Linked DNA regions of Gossypium hirsutum: region 2 is linked to region 1. A link is a contact called in public Hi-C data. All regions are on one chromosome and are shown on one strand. The core of a region is the stretch at or near the end of the contact, and the rest is flanking DNA. Distances in the headings are between cores, read along the strand shown.

Region 1 (4,657 bases), core at 1,258-3,757:
GAAGAAATTATTTTAAAAAAATTCTATAGATATTTTTCATATTTACAACTTGACTCCAAAAATTTAGAGAAATTAAAAAATTTCCCCACTAGTAATTTTGTGAAAAATTTTACTCTATTCAATCAAACGTTCACCCTTATATGAAAGGGTGATGTGACATTTAAAAAATAGATATAATAAAAAATTTAACCTTTAACATTTATATTTGATATCAATTTAATCATAATTTTATAAATTTAACTATTAAAATTTAGAAATAATCTCAATTTGATCATCAAAATTTATCTTCTACTTCTCCTACCGCCACTACCATTGTTGCCTTCACTTTCACCTCAAAATTAAAAGAAAATTTAAATTATAGATAATAACTTAAAATCTAAATCTAAATATTTAATTTTGATGAAAAAATAGATAAAAGTATTAATATATTAAGGCTTCTACAAATAAGATCAATGATCTGACTTTGCTTATTATCAATAATTTCATTAGATCATATAAAAAAATTAAATTCAGGATAGCATCTGAAAAACTAAATAAAAATATTTAATTAGAGTAAAAAATTCTCTCAATAAAAAAATGGAGGAAAAAAAAATATATAACAAATAATATATTAAGGCTTCTACAAATAAGATCCGTGACCTAATTTCGTTAAATAAGTAAGCTTAGTAGAACAAACAAACAAAACTCCGAAGCACAGATAATGGTGAAATTATTTAAATATCCTATCCACATTAGTTTCCCTCAAATTTTGCTCTCTCACACATAAAAGGGCTTATGCTCAAAATATTTTCACTCGGTTTGATCAAACGCTAACTTGAAAAGGTGGTGTGACATTCAAAATTTAATCCTTAATATCTACACATTAGTTTCCCTACCCACATTAGTTTCCCTCAAATTTTACTCGTGTGACATTTAAAATTTAACCCTTTTAACATTTACACATGAGATCAATTTAATCATAATTTTAAAAAATTAACCTTCAAATATCAATTTGATTGTGAGAATTTATCTTCCGCTTCTCTTACTGCCACTGCCATTGTTGCCTTCGCTTACATATCAAAATTAAAAATTTTAAATTCTGGATAATAACTTAAAATCCAAATATAAATATTTAATTTTGAAAAAAAAAACAAATAATATATGAAGACTTATGCAAATAAGATCAGCGAGTAAGGAACACAAACAAACAAAACCCACCCTACTCTCCCTCCACTTTTGGTGCACAAACAAACAAACAATTTTGGAGCCTTTAAACGGAGTATAGTATTCTTCTGCTAGTTCAGCCGCCGCCGCCATTTATGGGGTTTCTTTTCAAAGCTTAGCTCTTGTTTTCCCTGTAATTGCAAGATATGGGTCTGCTTCTTGCTTCAGCTGTTAATGGTGGAAGGAACCTTTCTAAGCTCCACTCGTCTTTTTCTCCTTATTTTAATTACATTCTACCCACATAGAAGCTTTAAGTGAGAATTCAATGTCTGTGAGGGACAATCGAAAATCCTATCCTCGCTTCAATAATGTTGATGATGCTCTGACTTTGTTTCACAAGATGATTGTGGAGCACCCGAAGCCTTCCATTGTTGAATTCACTAAATTATTAAGAGCCATTGTTAGAATGATTATTCTTTCAACATCTTGATTAATTGCTTTTGTCGACTTGATCGAATTGATTCTGGGTTTTCAGTTGTGGGCAAAATGTTGAAGCTAGGTGTTAAACCTGATGTTGTTACTTTTTCCACTTTGATTAGGGGACTTTGTAATCGAAGTAAGATTTTTGAGGCTGTGAGTTTGTTTGATGAAATGATTGAGAAAGGGTATCAACCTGATTTAATTGTTTACACTACAGTACTGGATGGGGTGTGTAAAACTGGGAATACTGATGGAGCTATTAGGTATCTAAGGATGATGGAAGAAAGAGGTTTCGAACCTGATGTTGTAGCATATAGCACTGTCCTTAACTGTCTTTGTAAGAAGGGCTTGCTAAAGGAGGCTCATGATCTCTTCTTCGAAATGATAAAGCAAGGCATTAAGCCTAATGTCGTCACATATAGTATATTGATCGATGCGCTTTGCAAGCAAGGAATGATATCTAAAGCCGAAGATATTGTTGGCATAATGACAAAGCAAGGCATTAAGCCTAATGTTGTCACATATGGTATATTCATCGATACTCTTTGCAAGATGGGGGAGGTTTCTAAAGCCGAAGTTGTTGTTGACGTGATGAGAAAGCAAGGCATCGAACCTAATGTTGTCATGTATAGTACATTGATAGATTCGCTTTGCAAGAATGGTATGGTTTCTGAAGCTGAATTTATTGTTTGCACGATGAGAAAGCAAGGCGCTGAACCTAATGTTATCACGTATAATATATTGATGGATTCACTTTGCAAGAATAGTATGGTTTCTGAAGCTGAAGATATTTTTGGCAGAATGAGAAAGCAAGGCATTTAGCCTGATGTTGTCACATACAACACTCTGATGCAAGGTATGTTTCAGTTAAGGAGAGTTTCAAATGCATATGAACTTTGGAGAAAGATGCTTGCTTCTGGACAAGTTCCAAATCTGGCAACTCGATACCATCTTTTATACCATCCTAATTGATGGCTTGTGCAAAGCTGGGCATATCGAAGTTGCAAAGGAATTATTTTGTCAACTCTCAGTCAGTGGTCTAAAACCCACCGTTTATACATATTGCATAATTATTAATGGAGTGTGTAAAGAGAGATTGCCAGATGAAGCATACCGGTTGTTTAAGAGCATGGGAGATAATGATTGTTTGCCTAACAGTTGCTGTTATAATGTAATGATCCGGGGATTTTTTCGAAATGACTATACCACAACTTCTTACGGAAATGGTCGGTAACGGCTTTTCGGCAGATTTGTACACTTCCAACTTATTTTTGGATCACATCTTACAATCTGGTGAATCTATCTTGATCTGAAATGTTTCACATGATTGTCACTTGTAAATTTGAATCAGTTTGTTCATAAACACTTGTATATAATCAGTTTAGTTGATGATGTACTTTGAAGATTAAGGATGAATGAAACAAATCTTATACACCGTGTTTCACTTCTCAGACGCATGGAAAAGCTATTCTGGGACATAATCTTTTTCATTTGAAATCAAGCCTCAAATTTCATACAAATATAGTCTAAGTTTTGCTCATTTATTGCAGAAAACTACATATTGTTGTTGGTAATGGCTGATTAATATATCATCCCATGATTTGTAATGCTCATCTACTTTAAAACACATTATTTCAACTTATATATCTATCTATAGTGAGCATATTTCGTGACACCCCAGGCTCAACGTCGAAGGCTTAACTTTGCTGGCTGCCTTAATCCAATGTATCAGACAGATAAACAGCAAGAACCACAAGTATATCGAACTTTGCAGCTTCTCACGATCGCTTCATATCAGGCGATTCACACTCCAGCATAGGCCTGCCATCGGACGAAGAACAAGACTGGGGAACAGAGAATGACATGCTGCTAATACTTTGCCTCTTCGATACTGAAGACTCAGCTGACGAGCACAAGTCTTCTTCTCCTCTAGAGGTCCCTGCTTGTTGTGATTATTCGGTTTATCTGCAGGCAACCTTTCTTCTTCCGCACATTTTGCTCTCTTCCTATGCAATGAACCATTATTGCCATTTTGAAATGATGGAAACCTTTGATCATTAGATGAATATGTCTATGATGCAGCAGACAGATTGCAGTAAGCGTGTTACTATCGGTGAAGATATATCTATTCAGCAGAGCCATACATAGATCTTTCATTCCGTTTTCTTTGCTAATGCGTCGGTTTATACATTCTTTTTCAGTTGTTTACTGTTATGCTCGTCTTTTTGAATAAACTACAGGGGACCAGAAGGAAGTTCTGTGGAATTAACAGTTCAAACCAGACCCGAAATAAAGCACTTAGCTCTTACATAAGTTAAGTGTTTCATTTGAATATCTTATGATGTATTTGAACTTGATATATTAGTAACTATATCCGAAGTTCTACCAATATTAATTAATTCAGCATTTGAAAATATGCTATTGTTATTATGCATTCCAAATTAGGTGAGGTAGAATATGAGAATATGTATTTTGTCATTCTTTTATACCTCTTTTGTGAGAGATTTAAGATTGACCCATCTGCGACTGCAACTTTCTAGGTGAGCAAAGATTTCACTGAATCCTGTAAAATCAAGGCTATGCGAAGGTCCTGGTTCGGAAAAGAACTACCCCAAAATCAGTTATATTAAGCTAACATCATTCAACCAAAAGGCTTCTGGTAAGTGGAGATATTGACTGCAAATACTCTTTCTGTTTGTTGAAGATATGGACTAAGCCATGAAATCGTATATCCTATAGTTTCTTAGGAGTCCATTCACACAATAAACTTTTGAATTTATCTCTTTTTATAAACAACCTCCTTTTGTTTTCTTCATCTTTTTGTGCATTTTTGTTTTCCTCTTTCTAGTTCGGTTGTGCCTCTTTTTAGCCTTGTTAGCATCTTTCCGAGGGGGACTTCTCGGAGATACCCTTCCCATCCTTCTTTAGTTTATATATAGGGTATTATCCTAAAAAATTGCATTTACTATAGCTGCTGTCAAGGAAGTGATCTATACTTTAAGGAGTAATAGCGTTAATGCCTTTGTGTTGGACC
Region 2 (4,657 bases), core at 1,531-4,030, 250 kb before region 1:
AGTTCTAGAAGATATGTTGCAAAGTTGTGTGATCGAATTCAGTGGTAGGTGGGAGCGATATTTGCTTTTAGCAGAGTTTGCTTACAACAACAATTTTCAAACAAGTATTTCTATGGCACCTTTTGAAGCATTGTATGGTAGGAAATTTAGCACACCTTTGAGTTGGACAGAATTAGATGAGAGGCGATTTGTTGGCCAGATTTAGTTTGTTAGACTGAAGAGAAGATTAAGTTGATTTGTGATCATTTGAAAGCAGTGTTCGATAGGCAGAAATCTTTTATGGATTTGGAACATCGAGTTATCTAGTTTCAAGTTGGTGATAATAGCATTTCAAGAAAATTAATAGCATTTGAGGCAGTCTCAAACATGAAATAATAGCATTTCAAGAAAATTAATGCTTTTAAGGATAGCGCTAGTTGAGCCATGGCCAACTAACATCCATGCAAGCAATATTGGCCCGGGCCTGACCCAAAATGGGCTTGGAAAAGACCTTCAAAGAATCAGCTGTGTTGTTGATTCTTGAGCGCATTATTAAGGTATTCATCTATCTATCTAAGCACCCCAACTACAATTATATCCATCTGCAAGCAACAAAACTTTGACAGAGTTCATTAAGAAGATAATGGTAAACACCATGAAAAATATTCCTCCTTTTAAACAAAACTGTTTCTAAAAGGCCAAAAGAAATCATTTCAGGACCCTTCAAAACAAACCAAAAATACTGAATTAACAAATAAAACCAACGTCTAATTCATTCTCCGAATTAGCTCATTGATGTAATTCTCACGGTTGCCAGCGTCTCCTCCTTCAACATAGTGGTTTCTCTTCTTCTTCAGACCACCCAAAGGCGCCTTGAGCTTGAAGGGCCAGAGGAAATTGTTGGCCTCCTTAAAATGAGGTCCCACAGTCATGATCTCATGGATGAGATCTTCCACACAGATGATGCCAAACTTGCCCAGAGCCTGTCACCAGTATAGCTTAGTAAATGTTTCGGTACCTATGTTACTCAACTCGGTTGGATAAAAGTTTGTGTCCAACATGGGAATGCTCAATATTTTCCAAGTTATTTCCATATATTTGAAGAATCATAATGACAAGTTGGAGCAACATAGTTTAATACCAATATAAAACTCAGTGAATGAAAGAAGATACAGACCTGCTCCACGATTGCGTTGTCAGTCAAAGCAGTTCTCTGTTTGTTCAACTTCCCAAAACCTCTTTTGTAAATCAATTCCCTCACACTCTTGAGATTAGGGTATCTACAAAGCATAGACAACTGAGAAATAAGGTATGTAAAGCATGTGTAACTACTAAATACAAAAAGCCACGAAGCAGGAAGGTAAAAATATACCCGTAAGTCACATAAGGTTCGACCAGATGAAGCATGTTCATTGTTGCCTTGTTCACTTTAAGGAAAACACCATTGAAAATCTGTAATGGATACAAACCATCGATTTTGAGTTTCACTATCCAAATGACAAAATACACAGTTTCAACAACCAGCAAATGTAATACCAATATTATATCAAAAGAGAACAGTTATTTCAATTAGACAACAAACGTCACCCCTCGAAGGGAACACATGCAACATTGCAACAGAGAAAATTGGAAATGCAGGAAACAATTCTCATAATCTGTATTCTCTTGGTATTGGAAAACATTTGATAGGTTACCTGTCTCAAACGCAATAGCTGCAAGATCTTTCTTGTTCTTGGGTGCATGGCATTGATACTGAAAACAAGCATTAACATGTTACAATTTAGTAATTTATATTCATATACAAATATAATACCACAATAATCACATACCCACGGATTCGGATGATGAACAAGAGTTTAGCTTCTGGATCTACATAGAATCCCCCTTTCAACTTTGCCTCCCGCTTCAATTGAATCAGCTCTTTTTCCTGTCGGTTGTAGACCAGAAACAATAAGATTCCAAAGCTTTTAAGATTTGATCAAATCAAATTAAACAAAAACAAAAACAGAACAAATTTACCTGAGCCTCGTACTCCTTTGCATACTGCTTAGCCCTAGTGTAAATCAGCTTGCGGTTCTCGACTTTCTTCTTCTTTGAAACTTCAAGCTCCTGCTTTTTGGCAAGCTCCCATTCTTCAGCCCTCTTCTGTTTCTTCAAGAGTGACTCAGGAACCACAGCCTTAACTTCCTCACCCATTTCTAGTCCACGGCATTATCAAATCAAAACCAATCAGAAAACAAACAAATTCTACATATCTAACAGTTCTAAAAGAAAAAGAAAAAAAAAACCTCGAAACATAAACAAAAAGATAGAAACAACGAAATGGGTTATCTAAACCAAGCTCATCGATAGACGAAAACTAGAAAATAAGTGCGAAGGAAAACCCATTTTCCTCTAACGAGCAATTAATTGTTAAAGAAATGGAAATTAAACACAGTACCTTGCCATTTCACTGACAATATAAGAAAACCAATACATATCCGAACAATTGATTGATAAATATTCAAGCAAAACAGAACAATTAACCAAAAATATTACAGTTTATTGCATAGAAATCGGTGTTCCTTCATTACAGTTCTTGGAGGTTTGCCAGAAAGTGGAGCGGATGCTTACCTCAGTGAACTGCGGAGGGACTGAGATGCGGCAGATGAAGAGGATCTAGGGTTTGCGGAAATTTTTACAAACTAATATAGTGATTGATTTCCGGTCTCTAGGGTTTTTAGGTGATTGGATTTGGGCTTTTGTTTGAATGAAACTTGGATTGTTACAATGATCCAACCTAAAATGCGGCCCAATGCTTTTGAACGAAATCCTAGTTTCAGAGTAATTTTTGGATATAATCTTTTTGTTATTTTCTTCCTCAAATCTATACTTGTGCTTTTACTGAATCGGTGTTCCCTAGTAAATTACTAAAATATCATCTTATATACAAATTAAGTTGTACTTTTATGAGTAATTTTTTTGTTTTTTATATAAATAAATCAATAAAAAATTTATTTAACGATATTTAAACTCAAAATATCATACATGATAAATAATTAACTTTATCATTATGATTTTTATGCGAATTTTTAAAAAAATATATTTGTTACAATAATTTTTTGTAGTTATTTTATTAAGTTGATGTCATGAGTCAACCAGATATCAATTCAATTATGAAATCACTTAAATACCCTTTCATGTACAAATTAAGTTATATTTTTATTAGGATGTTTTTAACATTTTATATAATAAATCAATAAAAGTTTGATCATAATGAAATTTGAACCCATAACACCATACATGATAAATAATTAAGTTCGCCATTATAGCCAAAGCATCAATTGGTTTTTATCTAATTTTTTAATAAATATATTTGTTTCATACTTTACTTGTAACACCCCTTGCCTGATCCAATTAGGGTCGAACCACTACGAATTAAATTATTCAAGTTTTTCTTCCATTTTCTTATCATTTAGAAAAGTTTGTAGAGATTTTTAAAATACCAATTCATCCCCCTCTTTGTGTTTTCGGACCTAACAAAATCTTTAAAATATATAAAAATGCTAAATTATATACATATTTTTTAAAAATTTCAAAATGACAAATTTGAGAAGTTGAACAAGTAAATTATCAAATTTCTCTTATTTTTTCTCTTATACTAATTGTCTTTTTTCTCTTTTTTTATAGCTTGTATTTGAAAAAATCGAATCTTTGTGTTGTTGAAAATTAATAATAAAATTCACCTCCTTAGAAATTTAATTTTCATCTTTTCAAATACTTAAAACCTATAGAATTTTTATCACCATGTCATCCTTTGATTTTTTTTTGGTGAGAAAGTAACAATCTTCTCTAGTGTGAGGGTATTCAAATCCATTAAAGCGCCTAAATTATAAAAGACTATAATTTCTGTAACAACCCGGTTTTGACTCTAATCGGACATAGTGGTTTCGGGACCACAAGTCCGAGTCAAAAAAATATTTTAATATTATTTTGTGTGTTTATTTTGTGTGCATTTGATTGTGTGAAATTTTCGTGTTTTAATTTCGTCGTTTAAGTGTCCGATTTAATAAAAGGGCTTAATCGCGTAAAATGAAAATTTAGGGGTTAATTATAAAAGAACCTAATTGTTGTTGTCTTTATAACTTAGAGGTTTCATTATGCAAATAGTCCACTATGTAAGTTAGTGGGTGGCAAAGGACTAATGTAACCTTATTATATATGTCATATATATATATATAAAGGTTAATATAGTAAATTAAAAATAAGGCTAATATATGCTTAATATAACAAATTAAAAGGGCCATGCATGTTCATCTTTTGGCCGAATATTGAAGAGAAAAAGAACCATTTGAAAGCTTTAAAGATTCGGCACTTTGAAGCTCAAATTGAGGTGTGGATTTTGTTTGGTTTTCAATAATTTTTACGTTTTTGAGATCGTTGCTTTGTATATTACCTAGCCCATGCTTTAATTTTTGGATTTGATGATGAATTTGAGATTTGCCATTGTTGATAATGTGAGGAATTTATTGTTTGATGATGAAAAATAAATCTTTGATGTTTGATTATCATGTTTAATTAAGTGATTTTTTATAAAAAAAAATCCAAATTAGGGATTTAATTGTGGAATTTGAAAATTTAGGGGCTTAAATGTGAAATAAATGAAATATATGGGCTACTAGGGACCATTGGAAGATTC

What was found. Hi-C and Micro-C count contacts between places; a contact is called where the count stands out from the background.
Region 2: a contact with region 1 is called in a Hi-C map of leaf, with 2.5 times the contacts expected there. The contact joins the promoter of LOC107954340 here to the promoter of LOC121203339 in region 1. A contact is called at or near these places in 2 of 34 Hi-C or Micro-C datasets (both in leaf).

The regions. Positions count from the first base shown.
Region 1 is chrD07:17,941,232-17,945,888 of Gossypium_hirsutum_v2.1, reverse strand. LOC121203339 reads left to right here and starts at 2,507. Exons shown (of 7, transcript XM_041096825.1): 1 at 2,507-2,849; 2 at 3,398-3,594. The coding sequence starts at 2,507. LOC107956068 (pentatricopeptide repeat-containing protein At1g62914, mitochondrial) reads left to right here and starts at 1,192. Exons shown (of 2, transcript XM_041097637.1): 1 at 1,192-4,282. The coding sequence starts at 1,690. The coding sequence ends at 2,445.
Region 2 is chrD07:18,194,080-18,198,736 of Gossypium_hirsutum_v2.1, reverse strand. It overlaps LOC107954340 (60S ribosomal protein L7-4), which reads right to left and starts at 2,780. Exons shown (of 7, transcript XM_016889872.2): 1 at 2,593-2,780; 2 at 1,999-2,177; 3 at 1,809-1,906; 4 at 1,674-1,731; 5 at 1,352-1,431; 6 at 1,157-1,259; 7 at 583-962. The coding sequence starts at 2,175. The coding sequence ends at 747. It overlaps LOC107956686 (a long non-coding RNA gene), which reads left to right and starts at 4,277. Exons shown (of 3, transcript XR_001700200.2): 1 at 4,277-4,351; 2 at 4,601-4,657.